Linked DNA regions of Capra hircus: region 2 is linked to region 1. The links are chromatin contacts, called in public Hi-C maps. All regions are on one chromosome and are shown on one strand. Each heading gives the region's core, a stretch centred on a gene start, on an enhancer-like site or on the middle of the called end of the contact. The rest is flanking DNA. Distances are from core to core; before and after follow the strand shown.

Evidence for each region. A called contact is a pair of places that touch in the nucleus more often than the background predicts.
Region 2: a contact with region 1 is called in a Hi-C map of blood, with 5 times the contacts expected there. The contact joins the promoter of ARSG here to the enhancer-like site in region 1. A contact is called at or near these places in 3 of 5 Hi-C or Micro-C datasets (all in blood).

The regions. Positions count from the first base shown.
Region 1 is chr19:60,981,789-60,988,891 of ARS1.2, reverse strand. It overlaps WIPI1 (WD repeat domain phosphoinositide-interacting protein 1), which reads right to left. Exons shown (of 13, transcript XM_018063942.1): 5 at 3,250-3,347; 6 at 2,710-2,802; 7 at 2,147-2,217; 8 at 1,351-1,458. Among named protein-coding and RNA genes, the nearest start is that of WIPI1, 16 kb to the right of the region's middle. Within about 2 kb of position 3,406, at least 1 of the 5 cell types and tissues checked has an H3K27ac peak or open chromatin away from gene starts, as enhancers often do.
Region 2 is chr19:61,096,025-61,103,127 of ARS1.2, reverse strand. ARSG (arylsulfatase G) reads left to right here and starts at 2,911. Exons shown (of 13, transcript XM_018063936.1): 1 at 2,911-3,085. It overlaps AMZ2 (archaemetzincin-2), which reads left to right. Exons shown (of 9, transcript XM_018063944.1): 9 at 17-264. The coding sequence ends at 172.

The sequences.
Region 1 (7,103 bases), core at 2,157-4,656:
CCTTTATTGAAAGCATGCCTTATCTCTAAAAGCTGCCGACCATCACCTGGGCCCTCTGCTGCTGCTGCTGCTAAGTCACTTCAGTCGTGTCCGACTCTGTGCAACCCCACAGACGGCAGCCCACCAGGCTCCCCCGTCCCTGGGATTCCCCAGGCAAGAACACTGGAGTGGGTTGCCATTTCCTTCTCCAGTGCATGAAAGTGAAAAGTGAAAGTTAAGTTGCTCAGTCGTGTCTGACTCCTAGCGACCCCATGGACTGCAGCCCACCAGGCTCCCCCGTCCCTGGGATTCTCCAGGCAGCAGTACCAGAGTGGGTGCCGTCGCTCGCTCTGCACCTGAGCCCTCAGCGGGTCGTGAATCCTCTTGCAATCCTCACACCAAAGGTCACTGAAGACAGACCACCGTGACAAACGGAACAATCACGCCAAAGTGTGAAATACGCTCAGGACGACCGAAAGGCGACCGAGAGACAGAAAGCAGCAGACGCCGGGGGGGAGGCGGCCCAGGCGGCAGAGCGGCCACAGAGCTTCAGTTTTAAAAGTGCAGCAGGGGCGAAGCAGGTCCACACTCAAGGCTCCAGCACAAGGCTGGCCTGAGCATCGCGGTACTGACAACGAGACTGGCAAACGCTTAGTTGGTTTCCCTCTGAGCCCAGCGCTACACTACAGGGAACCTGCTAGAGACTTCACACGCACACACGACTGTTGTTACGTCAGGCTCTGCAGACGAGGACACGGGCGTCCAGTCACAGCAGCTCGCCTGCCTGTGGTTTCCTGCCCAGGGGAGCGCGGCTGCGGCTCAGGAGGCAGCCCCCGAGCCCCGGGGATCACCCTGAGTCTGCCGCTGACACACTCACCACGTTGGTGGAGACAGCAAGTAACACGGGCTAGTGGCCTTAGCAGAGAAGTCAGGGGGCGCTGGTCAGACCAGGACCCTGCTCCTCTCGTCCAGCAGTCCCCAGCCTTTTGGGCACCAGGGCCTGCATATATGGAAGACAGTTCTTCCATGGACTAAGGGTGAGGGGGTGGTTTGGGGATAATTCAAGCCCAGGTAGCACTAATGTGGGTTCGATCCCTGGGTCGGGAAGATGCCCTGGAGGAGGGCATGGCAACCCACTCCAGTATTCTGGCCTGGAGAGTCCCATGGACAGAGGAGCCTGGCGGGCTGCAGCCCATGGGGTCACACACAGTTGGACACAACGGAAGCGGCTTAGCCTGCATGTACACAAGCACATCCCGTTGACTGTGCACTTTATCCTGGTTTAACACCGCCGCTGGCCTGACGGGAGGAGCCCGATCCTCGGCCTGCAGGTAGGCCCCGCTCTGGTCTCCCGGGTGTTTCCGGTCCTACCTGTTGGAGAGATGCTCCAGCTTGAAGATATGCACGGTCTCCGTGTTGCTGGAGGCGCAGAGGAACTGCGAGTCCATGCTGAAAGCCAGGGAGCTGATGGTCACGTACCTGCAGACACAGCCACGGGGGAGGGTGAGCCCGGGAACGAGCGAGGCAAGCGGCCTCCTGCTTGGAAGTCAGCTTCAGAGAAAAACAGACACCTAAACATATCCCGGAGAGTCTGGGCGCAGGTGGACCTGGTTGCATTGGGCTTCACTTCGTGATGGCTGCAGACTGCGATTTTTATGCACTGGGGGCTCGTGGGGCCCTGCGTGGGGCTTGTCCTCTGGGGCGGTCTTCCCCACAGCATGTGCTGTGTCTCTGGGTCACGTTTCGGTCACGCTTAACGTATCTTAAGCTTTTCCATGATTATTCTATTTGTCATGGTGATCCGTCACCAGTGATCCTTGGTGTGACAATTATGAAAGGACTGACTCGCTGAAGGCTCACGTGATGGTCAGCATTGTTTAGCAATGAGACATACTTTAAAATCCAGGCCTGGACCCTGGTTTTTAGGGCTTCCCAGGTGGCCCCAGCAGTAAAGAACCCCCCTGCCAGTGCAGGAGACACAAGAGACTCGGGTTCAAGCCCCGGGTCGGGAAGATCCCCTGGAGGAGGGCGTGGCAGCCCACTCCAGTATTGCTGCCTGGAGAGTCCCGTGGACAGGGGAGCCTGGTGGCCTACAGTCCCTGGCGTCGTCGAGTCGGACACTTCTGAAGCGACTAAGCACACGCCAACACACACAGGGAGCACAGACCTTTTCATCCCTCTCCGGAACTCATAGAGCTTCTGCCCGTCGGGAACAGAAAACACCCGGATGACGGTGCCCTGCAAGAGAGAGCAGGTGGGCGTTTCTTCCTGCAGACCTGCCCCTTTGGAGGGGAGCTTGCTGGGCTGGTCTGGAGCATCTGACCCCGGAGAGAAAACACGGAGGGCTGTCCACGTGCCGTGTAAGCTGCTCTTGGAGGGTGACTTGAACACCCTCCGTCTCCCTGTCCTCCCCACCTAAGCCCAAGGCGCTGGCTGCTCTATCCGTCTGCTGTGGCTTCCCAGAACCCGGATCTGCCTGTGAGGACGGGCACGCTGGTTCTTGGTCAGACCGCGAGGCTCTGGGCAGAGCTGCTCACGTCCTACACGCAGAGGCCCTGGGTCTGCGGAGACGATAGATGAGGCGGCACTCGCAGGGGCCGAGGGCCTCCCTCTGAAGTGAGTTGCGAGCGCTGGCGCCACGGTCCCCCCCAGCAGCTCCTTGGCGCCTGGGGCCCTCCGCACCCCTGGCAGAGGGGGGCTCCCAAGGACACGGCTGTGAGCAGCACTTACCTTCTCGGAGGCGCTGGCCAGCCTGGAGCCCGAGGAGTTGAAGGCGATGGCGGCCAGCGTGCCCTCGTGGGCGGCAATGGTGCAGACGGCCTTCTGTTGGCGACAGGGACGGCGGGTCGATGGCGGGCGCGGGGGTGCCGTCCACCTCCCGCCCCTCCCCCTTCCTTCCGAGACGCCCGCCCCCCTTTGCTGGGCTCTCCGGGCTCCGCCGGGCTGTCTGGGTCTAGGTTCTACTTCGAGGCGGCTGCGTTTCTGTCCCTTCTCCTGCCCTCGGGGAGACGGTGACCAGCCGTGGGGCTGATGCACCTCTGGGGCCCGGCTCCGGGGAGCTCGGCGGGCAGGGGCAGCACAGGCGCAGGCGGCGCAGGCCGCACCGCGGCCCGCAGGACACGCGTCACCCGCGTCTGCCTGCCTCGTGGCGACGTGGACGCGTGGCGACGGGCGCAGAGCGCGTGACCGCCCCGTGCACGCCCGGGGCTGCGGCCGGGGCCGCGCGCGCGCCGCTCAGCCGGAGCTGACCACGCGGCCGCGCGGACTTACCAGGGAGTGTCCGTCGTAGAGCACAATCTCGCCCGTGGTCGGGCTCCCGGGGTAGGCCACGTAGGAATTGGAATGGTTGATGGAGAGCGCGCACAGACCTGGCGGAGGAAGCCCAGTGAGCGGCCGGGTGCGCGGGGCCGCGCGGGGGAGCAGCCCCGGAGCGGCTGGGTCCGCGGGGGCCGGGCGGAGGGCCGGGCGGGGAGAGCGGCCCCCAGTCGGCTGGCTCCCCGGGGCCCGGCGGGGGCCGGGCGGAGGGCAGGGACCGCGGGCCGCCGTCCGCACGCGGCAGGGCCGCAGCGCCACCTGCTGGCGAGGGAGCCGCCCCGCGCCCCCGGACGCGCAGTGACTCTTCTCCAAGGGCCGCGCGCACTGAGCTCCCACGGGAGACCGCGTCCACGCGCAGCTGAGGGGTCGGAAGGCAGAGCGCCCTCCCTGCTCCCCTCTGAACTGTGCCCCAGGGCCCTGACATGACGTCTGCCTCGCTTCCAACTCGGCCTCCGGGCGTAAGCCCCCGACTGAAATAAAGGTTCCTACTGGGAAGGGATTTCCCACACGGCTCAGCCTGCAGAGCAGGAGGCCCGGGTCCAGTCCCCGGGCGGGGAAGAGCCCCTGGAGGAGGGGATGGCAACCGCTCCAGTGTTCTTCCCTGGAGGATCCCGTGGACAGAGGAGCCTGGTGGGCGGTGGGCTTGGGGTCACAAAGAGCGGGACTTGACTCGGTGACTAACCGGCAACAATAACCGCAAAGGGGCAGGCTGCGGGGAAAGGGGGAGCCCGGGTGGTGGTGGCGGGGTAGGCCTGTTTAGAGATTATTTCTGCGCAAAGGTCCTGCCTTGCTGAGGGGAGTGCCCCCCAGCAGGGGAAATTCCCTAGAGGGCAGTGAACACGGTGTGTCAGCCATCCGACAAAGTGAAGAAAGGGGACCTTTTGGATTTAAGACGCTTCAACGATATTTGGAAGCGTGAACACACAATCGAACCACTGAATCAAACCTAAGCCATTTTTGTTTACAAGGGGATTGGAGCAGGGCAAGTGGGGGAGGATCCCAAGAGCATTTAAGTAGAGGATTTTCACAACATTAGTTTTGATGAACACAGGTGTTTGTGACAGAAGTGAATTCAGAGAATCCCCAGAGCCAAAAGCGTCACCAGAACAGGAACCTGGAGATCAGACAAGAGAGACATCTTTTTAAAGAAAAAAGCTGGCTGATTCTTTGTTACAAGTGAGCCTGTTAAGTGGGTTTCTTATAAAAGCATAAGAGAAACTTTAGATTAGGCTAAAATGGACCTGACCCTAATCTGAGCAGAAGAGCAGAGGTTTTTTAAAAAAAGAAACAAGCAAACATCGAGAGCGGGAACCAAGGTCCTGCCGGGCTTGGGCTTTGCCGGGGACTCGACCAGCGCTGGTCCTCGTCACCTGCCCCACGACCGTGGAAGGGACAGACTGAGGCCTGCGCCCTCTCCCTAGGCCCCCTGCAGCCTGCCTGCCTGGACAGGGCCCCCCAGCCTTAGAAGAGACTACCCACACCTTCCCAGTTTTGCTCTGAGAACTCCAGTGCTCCATGTTATGTGGGGAATTTGCAATCAAAATGCAATTTCCATAACAGCTAGCCTAAGCAGGCAGAAGGTGTTCTGGCCTCAAGGAAATGGGGAGGGCAGACAGTGAGATTGGTGGCCTGTCTGGTGGATGCCCTCCCAGAGGGGCCCTTAGCAGGGAAGACGCTAAGTCTGAACGGGGGCCTGAGCAATGAACCAGAGCAAAGAGTTACGATCTTACAAATGCAGCCGGTAACTGCTGAAGGGCTCTGAGCACATGGGTTAAAAAAGAAAAAAAAAAAGCAGTGTTAATCAACACCACGACGAGACGCCACTTCACACCCACTAGGACGCCTCTAATCAGAAAGACAGGCAATTGGAGCCCTTGGGAACGTAACGCTGCTGGGAACGTAGCGTCGCACAGAGTGGGGCTTTGGGAAACAGCTTGGCGGTTCCTCAAGAGGTTAACATAGAATGATTATATAACCCCCAGCTTCCACTCAAGAGAAATGAAGATGTACAGCCTCATAGAAACTTACACACGGATGTTCGCAGCAACGTGATTCGTCATAGTCAAAGTGGGGAAGCAGTCCCAGTGTCTATCAACGCATGAACAGACAGACAGAACCTGGTATCTTCTTCCAATAAAATAGTGTCAGACAGCGGCAAGAAATGGGGCCCTGATTACACACAGCGTGGGTGAGCCCTGAAGATGCTGTGCTGAGTGCAGGAAGCCCGTTCGCAAAGACCAGATGCTGAACGGTTGCACTGAATTCCACTTACATGGAGTGTCCAGAAATAGATCAGTCTATGGAGACAGAAAGATGGTCAGGGGAGCCTAGGACAGGCCTCAGGGGGTGACGGCCGTACAGGTTCTGGAGGGGACTGATGAAAACGCTCCAAAGCTGACTGCAGCGATGGTTACAACTCTCGGCATGTGAAAGCTACTGAACTGCATGCTTTAAATGGGTGACTGATGTGGCATGTGAATGAGACCTCAGTGAAGCTGTTGGGAAGCTGTTCTCGGAGCGTCTGGCTGAGAGAGGCGGCAGCTGCGGGTCCAAGCCCTGGTCTGCTCCCCACCTTGTGACTCGGGCTATCTGTGCCCTTTCCAGGCTTGATTCCGACCCCTGAGATGAGTGAGTCAGGGGGTTGTGGGGATCCAGCCTTTTTTCTAGCTTTACTGTTTCAAGAACCCCAGTTCTCATTAACCTACTTCCTCCACTAAAAATATTCGAGGCCCATCTCCAGCAGGCATGGCTGGGAGGCCTCTGAGCAGAAAGACTTGGACAGACCCTTCAGAGTCTGTTTCCCTTTTTAACTGCGGTATAATTGACACAGAACATTACATGTTTCAGGAGTCCCACACGATGATCTGATATTTGTATATATTACCAAATCATCACCATGATAAGTCCAGTTAACATCCTTCACCACACACACACATTTTTTTTCTGCAATGAGAACTTTGATGGTCTACTCTCTTAGTAACTTTCAAACATGCGGTGCAGGATTCTTAACTATCGTTTCCACATTGAAGGGAACACCCCCACGATTTATTTATTTTTTAACTGGAAGTTAGTATCTCTTGACCCTGTTCACCAATTTCACATCCTCCTCTCCCAAGCCTCCGGCAGCCACCGACCTGCACCTGTGAGTCTATGTCTACGAGTCTGTCTATGAGCTTGTTTGTTTTGTTTGAAGAGTCTGTGCATAGGTGAGATCTTATGGTATTAGTCTTTTTCTGACTGAATTCACTTAGCATGATGCCCTCAAGGTCCATCATGTCATTACACTGGCAAGACCTCATTCTTTTTCATGGCTGGTTAGATTCCATTGTATCTATGCCCCACACCTCTTTATCCGCTCACCCACCAGTGGATGCTGAGGTGTTCCCACGTCTTGGCTGTTGTTATTAATGCTGCTATGAACGTACACCTGCAGCTATTCTTTTGAGTTAGTGTTTCCATTTTCTGTGGATAAATAACCAGATGTGGGATTACTTAGTCATAAGGTAGCTCTAGTTTTAGTTTTTAGAGGACTCTCCATACGCTTTTTCACAGTGGCTGCAGGAATTTCACTCCCGCCAACAGTGCCAGAGGGCTCCCTTTTATCTCCTTTTATCGCCCACACCTGTTATCTCGTCTTTTGGTAAGAGCCATTCTGATAGGTGTGAGGTGACCTTCAGAGTTTTGTATAAAAATGTGAGCTTCCCAGAAAGGAAAGAAGCTTGAACTTCTTCAGCTACCACGGAACTTTCTCTCACACCTCATGGAGAGGGAACGGACACTGGATTCTGACAAGGAGGGGCCAAGGATGG
Region 2 (7,103 bases), core at 1,662-4,161, 110 kb before region 1:
TTCTCTGATTTTCCAGGCGCTGGTCAAGTGGATTGATGCCGAGTCCACCGACACTCCTAGAGTTACTCCAAAACACAGTCGTGAGGAGCTGGTAACTTTGCCAAAACCTGTGGAAGCCTTTAAAGAGTGGAAGGAGTGGATCACAAGATGCCTGGCTGTTCTCCAGAAATAAGGACCTTCAGTAGGAGTAATTCAAATAAACACGTGCACATCATGCTTCCGTTTGGCTGGAGTACTTCATTGGAATAAACTGATTCTGCCTTGGGTCTGGGCAGTGGAGTGGAGGTTTTTTTTGTTTTTGTTTTTAACAGCAACTGAACTTTGAACTGTGGCTCATTTAGAATAAAAACTCAGAATTCTCCTCTCTTAGTCTGGTCTGAGGGAGCAAGCGTGTCATTTCCATTCTTCAAATATGTTTATGTCTCATGAGAGGCGAGGACCAGCAGAAGTTAGTGAGTACACAGATCCTGTGAAAAGAGCCATCTCTGACCTAAGAAAGGGTTTCTGAGGAACGCCATTTCTGGGGGGTGATTGCTGGCTCAGTTTTTGGAAAGAGGCTGCCCCCGTGGCCGGCCCGGCCTCATCACCCTCCATTCACATTCCTTCTGCTCACCTGCAGTCTCTTCTAGCCTCGGGCCCGCTGGGCCTCTTTTTTTCCTCTGCTGATGGTTAGCTGATCCCCGAAGGAAGCAACAGCTCACTTCAGTTTTTAGCAGCTCAACATGGAAGCTCCTCCCAGGAGTATTTCCAGGCGGCATTGACGGTGCCCGTCCTGCCCCGCTGTCGGTGCTTGTGGGGACGCCGCTGTTCTCAGCTTTCATAGACGGAGTCCTTTGCCAGGGGCCTTGCAGATAACGTGTCATGACTGTTAGCCAGTGCGAGCTCATATTGCTTGCTGGCGCGACAGGCTAGCAAATCGAGAGATGAGTTTTGGGGGCAAGGAATAGTGACTTTTCAGAAAGCCAGCCAGACCAAGAAGATGGTGGACTCGTGCCCAACAGAGTTAGAAATCAGGCCGCGTTTGTACTAACAGGGAAGGGGGTGTGGGTGGTGGTTGCAACTTCTTGGTGTCCAAATGCTTTGCTCTGGTAGCTGTCCACTTAAGTCACATCACCACCTTCTTACAAGCCTCCAACAGAACAGATGGTGCTTTCTGTCCTGCAGCTTTTCCTCTGTATATGGATAGAAAAAGTACACCTTTAAAGGTCAGAGCCTTGAAAATGGGCTCTGCTGTGTACTTCTGGCCACAGGTCCGCACCTGGGGGCTCGTGGGATCTGAGCTCCCTCACCAGGGCTGGAGCCTGCGCCCCCTGCAGGGGAAGTGTGGTCTCAGCCACCGGACTGCTGAGAGGGCCGCAGCACTCTTGGTAGCCACAGAGCACAGAGGTTAAAGGAAAGGAGACCGTTCCAGCAGGGACTCAGATTTGCTCTTCCCTTTTAATCAATGGTGCTTGCAGCTGTGTGTGGTGCACTCCTCCTCACAGCCTGGAGCAGGGGTCGGGTTTGTTCCTGCAGTAATCTCCCGCTCCTCGGTGCTAATGTTTGCACGAGTGAGGGGCAGCGTGGGGCCGCTACCTGTGCGTCTGCCAGAAATGCTCACATCAGGCTGGGAACATGGGCTGGATGTCCAGAAGGGGAGCAGATCAAAGACCTGAGACCAGCAGACTGCTGGGTGCAGGACATCTAGAAGCTAGAGCAAATCACGTGACCTGCATGCTGGCGGATGGACTTCCACTTCTCATTTAACCTGGAAGGGGAAGCTAAAGGCAATTTTTATTTTCTCCCTTTTACGCCTGAATCCTAGCACTGTTGTTATTTACGCAGCTCGATTTAAAGCACATTTTAGAACGAAATCAATGGCTTCACCTCCAGACTCCTGTTCGGTGAACCTCTAGTCATTTAGAAAACGGTGGCTTGTCATTAAAACTAAGCGGAGGGCAGAGACCAGGTCTTCTAAGAAACACTGCAAAGGGGACCGAGCAGCATGGACTCTGATGGATCTGCTGCGGGTTTTATTTCCTCCCGGAGTTACGCTTTAGGTCTCCTCCATTCCCCCCAGTTTCCTTTCACTGCCCTGCAGGGTGGGCACAGTGTTAGTCCAGTAGGTCGGCTTTAGTTGCAGACCTACAAGAACTCAGATTCGATTAAATGTGTAAGGGGGCGGGGTTTCAGTCGTTTGGTGAAGACGTAAGTCTGCGCTGACTGCACCGTGGGACCAGCAACAAGGTCTGTTAAGAGGTCTGCTCCCTCCCGGCGCAGGCTGCAGTTCTGGCGTCTACTCTGCGATTGCCACTTGGGAGTCGTGTGTAAATGCATTGCATTACTTTTGGAACACTTCTTAGGGTTAAGTTAAACAATATAATTTGTTTCTTGCAATTAAAGTTAAAACACTATGGATAAATGTAGTTTTTAAAAATGATTCTCACTTAATGACAAAACCTAGGCAGTTTTTCCTCTGCAAACGCTGAGCCAAAAAGGTATTTGAGAGGAAAACATGAGTAACTTTCCACCTTGTGAACACCATTCTAGAAAACAGTCCGAAGCGTTCCCGGCGGCGCCCAGGGACTTAGCAGGGTCGCTCGGGTCACGGGAACGGTCGGGGTTCAAGTTCAGGCCGCGGGGACTCTACGCGGAGGCCGAGCGCCGTCCCGACCCCGGCTGCGCCCCCGAGACGCCCGCGCCGCGAGCGCGCGCTCCCGCACCCCGGTCCCGCGCCGCCCCGCGGCCCTCGCCGCCCCCGCCCCCCGCAGGAAGCGCCCGGCAGCTTCCGCCCAGGGCGCCCGGCCCGGCCCGTAAGCGCGGCGGGACCGGACCGACCCGACCGGCGGCCCCGGCCCCGACCCGACCGGCGGCAGCCGCGCGGGGCCGCGGGGCGCGCGCAGGGCCGTGAGGGCGTCCGTGCGGGCCCGGCCGGCCGAGGCCAGGCCCCCGGCGGCAGCCCTGCCCGCTCCTCGGGGCCCGCGGGTGCTCGGAGCGGCCCCGGCCGCGGCGCCGGCCCTGGAGCCCGTGAGCGCGTGCGGACAGAGGCGGGGGCCACTGGCGTGACGGCGCGGCTCCGGTCCTCAGGGCGTCCCGGCATCAACAGGTGACCGCGCGAGCTCCCCGAGGCGTGGACATTCCGTGGGCCGGGGGTGGGGGCACTGAGGCGGGTCTCCTGGCAGGGCCGGTGTCCTACGACAGTGTCGTCTGTGCTCGCGGCGCCGGGCGCTGCTCTTCGGGACAGGCCCCCTACTCCCTGCGACTTCGGACCTTGAACCGCGTGGCTCCCGCTCCCCGCCCCCAGCCCTGACGACCACCGTCTATTCCCTGCGTTTAGCAGCTCTGCTCTTTTCGGCCCCAGACGTGTGAGAGGTCCCACGGCGTTTGTCCTTCTCCGTCTGACTTGTGTCACTGTCCATTATATTCTGGACTAAGCCTGCACATTCCGTGGGTATCTTGCTGGGACGGCGCGCCTGGGTTCCCAGTGGCCGCGTGCCCAGCGCTCGGCAGCCGGATGGCTCCTGGCTGCTGTGTTGGACAGTGCGGTCGGTGCTCAGTTGTGGCCGGTTTCCAGTCTGCGTGGGAGGGTGTCCCTTTGAAGTTGAGTTAACAGGAGAGAGAAGCTTCTGGAAGGAAAAGGTTGTGGGGTCTTCAGTGTGTGCAGACCGTGTTCATATAGGCTGAAAGCTGGGGGTCCCTGTGAAGGCTTCTGGATTCCCCGTGAATGTGCTTTGGGGACCTGCTGTGATTCCCTGGAACAGATGGGTTTTTTTTTAGCTCTCTCTTTCCATTGCCAAGGGCCTCCTGCGTCGTTTTCGCTTTTGGAAAGCGAAGTTGCGAAGTGTTAACAGTGTGGAAACAAGCGCAGGCTGGTGTGAACTCGTGTGTAGTTAAACCAGCAGCCGAGATGACCCCAGGGCTCCCTCATGTCCAGGTTCTGCTCTGTCTTCACTATGCTGCATGACCTCATAAGAAGGACAGCGCCACAAGCAGGAGATTCAACTGGTTGTTTTCAGATTGTTTATAGAAGAGGTTGTGAGATTAAACTTTCTTTCAACCTCTTTTCAAGTGGGACCATCTGGGGCTGCTCAAAGTCAGAGAAATCCCAGTGCTTTGCTTTAACACCAAAAAGAGAGAGACTCAGTACATAGAAAATTACTTGCTCCCAGTTGAACCACAGGGGAAAGGAAGCATCCTTGAGGGAATTCCCTGGTGGTCCAGTGGTTAGGACCCCAGCCTTTCACTGTGGAGGGCCCGGGTTCAGTCCCTGGTCTGGAAACTAGGATCCTGCCTGGTGCGGCAAAAAAAAAAAAAAAAGGCGATAGAGACAGACATCATGGAAGAAAAAAGTCTGCTGGAAAATAGCTTGTACCGTGTTAAGTCATTTCCGTTGTGTCTGATGCTTTTCGACTCCATGGATGGTAGCCCCCCAGGCTCCTTAGTCCACGGGATTGATTCTCCAGGCGAGAATACTACAGTGGGTTGCCATGCCCTCTTTCAGGGGATCTTCTTGACCCAGGGATGGAACCCATGTCTCCTAATGTCTTCTGCGTTGGCAGGTGGGTTCTTTACCACGAGCGCCACCTGGGAAGCCCCAGGAAAATGGCTTAAGTCCAGCAGGCTACAGTCCATAGGACTGCAGAGTCAGACACAGCTGCAGTGACTTAGCATATGTGTGTGCATGAATATAGAGTAAATTCTGCACCAGCAATATGTTCACATTCACAGCCCTCCAAGCATCAGTCTTTCTATCTGCAGGATGGTTGGTTCCAGAACCAAACCCCTTCCCCGCCCCACAATACCAAAATCCAGGGGTGCTCACGTCCCTTCTGTGAAACGGTGTGGTATTTGTGTATTTCCTATGCGCATGCTCCCGGACACCTTAATCACCCTTAGATTACTTACAATACCTAATACAATATAAATAGTTGTAAATACAGTGTAAATGCTATTTAAGTAGTGGCCAGGTGTGCAGGAAATTCAAGTTTTGCTTTTTGGAACTTTCTGGAGTGCTTTCTCTTTCTTTTCCCAAATGTTTCTCCTGTTTGGTTAGTCGGCTCCTCTGCTGTGGACCTGGCATATACAGAAGCCTGGCGCCTGCCCTAGTGGTGCTCTCTCTCACTGTTTAGTCTCCAACGAACTTGGATTTTCTTCCTCAGAGTGGACCTGCCCAAAGTAGGGCCTTACCGGGAGCCCTTTGAGGCTCATCTTTGGAAAAGTCAATGAAAACTGAGAAACCCACTAATTCATCCATTCAGCTGTATGTTTTGAGCATCACCTCCTATGTGCCAGACTCTTTTCAAAGCCTTGGGAATATACCAGTGAATAAAAAAAGTTCTGCCTTGATTGGGCTTCCCTGATAGCTCAGTTGGTAAAGAATCCACCTGCAGTGCAGGAGACCTCAGTTCGATTCCTGGGTCGAGAAGATCCCCTGGAGAAGGGAGAGGCTACCTACTCCACTATTCTGGCCTGGAGAATTCCATGGACTGTATAGTCCATGGGGTCGCAAGGAGTTGGGCACGGTTGAGCGGCTTTCACTTTCGCCCTGACTGGGGGTGGGGTGGGAGGGAGGCCCGGAGGGAGGGGCTGCCTCACGTTGCTGTACAGCAGAAACGAAGAGCACTGTGAGGCGACTCTCCCCCAGTCTAAAAGCTCGAACCTCCCTCAGTGGTAAGAACGAGTAGACGAGTCCTGGTGGAGACCCGAGGGGCAGAAATAAGCGCTGCGTCTCTTAGGGCCCAGGCGTGCCTCCCTGGGGGCTGACATCGGGCAGGGGTGGGGGCACAGACGGAAGGGTCGGGTCGTGCACACATGTAAGGGACGAGTGGACCAGGCAGCGGGAGCCACACTCGCTGAGGCCTGAGGCCTTAGATTTCAAGCAGCAATAACGAAGCCAGTGCAGCCAGCCTGGCAGAACCGAGGCAGAAAATTGTAGCCCCAGGCAGGGCGTGGGGAGCCCACATTAAGGCTTTGTAGGTTGTGAATGGGACTGGGTATGGCTTGTGCTTTCAAAGGATTGTTGCAAGGCCTCCCTATGGAAAAGGGAGGCCAGGGCGGTCAGGGGTGGAAGTGGGCACACCAGCTGGGAGGCGACCAGTCCTCCAGCTCGGATCACACTGACTGTGGGCTGCTGGCCAACTTGGCAGAGACGGTCTGGCTATGGATATAGTCAGAAAGCAGAGTCAATAGGATCTGTGGAGGAAGGAGCAGGTCTGGGGAGGAGGACCAGGGGCTCTGCCGAGGGCGGGTTCAGCTGGCTGTGGCACGGTCCGGAGGTCAGCGCTGGAGTCAGGACTGGCGAGGGAGTCCCCCGACTTCCCTGGCGGTGCAGGGGTTAACACTCCATGCTTCCGGGGCAGGGGCCAGGGTTCCATCCCGGGTCAGGGAACTAAGATCCCACGTGGCTGCACCACGGTCAAGAAATAAAAATAAACGCTTATTATTATTTTTTTAAAAAAGGGAGTCCCCACGTAGAGACAGTAACATTTGGATCAGATTCTAGGGGGTAGGTTGCTAGTCTCCTTAGTGTGCCGTCGTCTTGAGTTGCTGGAAAGGTAGATAAATATTAATAGTATAGATTCGTAGCCACAATTTGTATTTTTCCCAGTAGTCTCAGGTGAGCTGTACTTTATTTCAAGCTTTTTCTTTTATACTGGAGTAGCCAATGAACGATGCTGTGAGGGTTTCAGGTGGACAGCGAAGCGACTCAGCCACGCATACCTATGTGCCTGTTCTAAAAGCCTGTAGAGACAGTGTCCTGGGGGGTCGGTTTTCCTATTCCGTTTCCCCTATAGGAGATCCGCAGTCACTGTGGTCACTGTGATTTGGCTGTGAGACTTTCTCTTACATGAAAGCTGAAATTTTGTAAGTTCCTGACCTTGACAGTTCTTGTCTTGCACCATCAGGCAGTCATGACAGACGCTGAACACCAGAGGGAGCCAGTTTCCTTGTTTATGCAACAGTCTGCCGTCCACCTGTTGGATTGGACTCCTGTTAAAGATAAATCTGGAAACTGGGACAGGTTCTTTTTTCCCAACGGATGTATACTCATGGGAGAGACCTTTCAGCATGTTTGGTCCGAAGGTTGGGAAGATCCCCTGGAGAAGGAAATGCAACCCACCCAA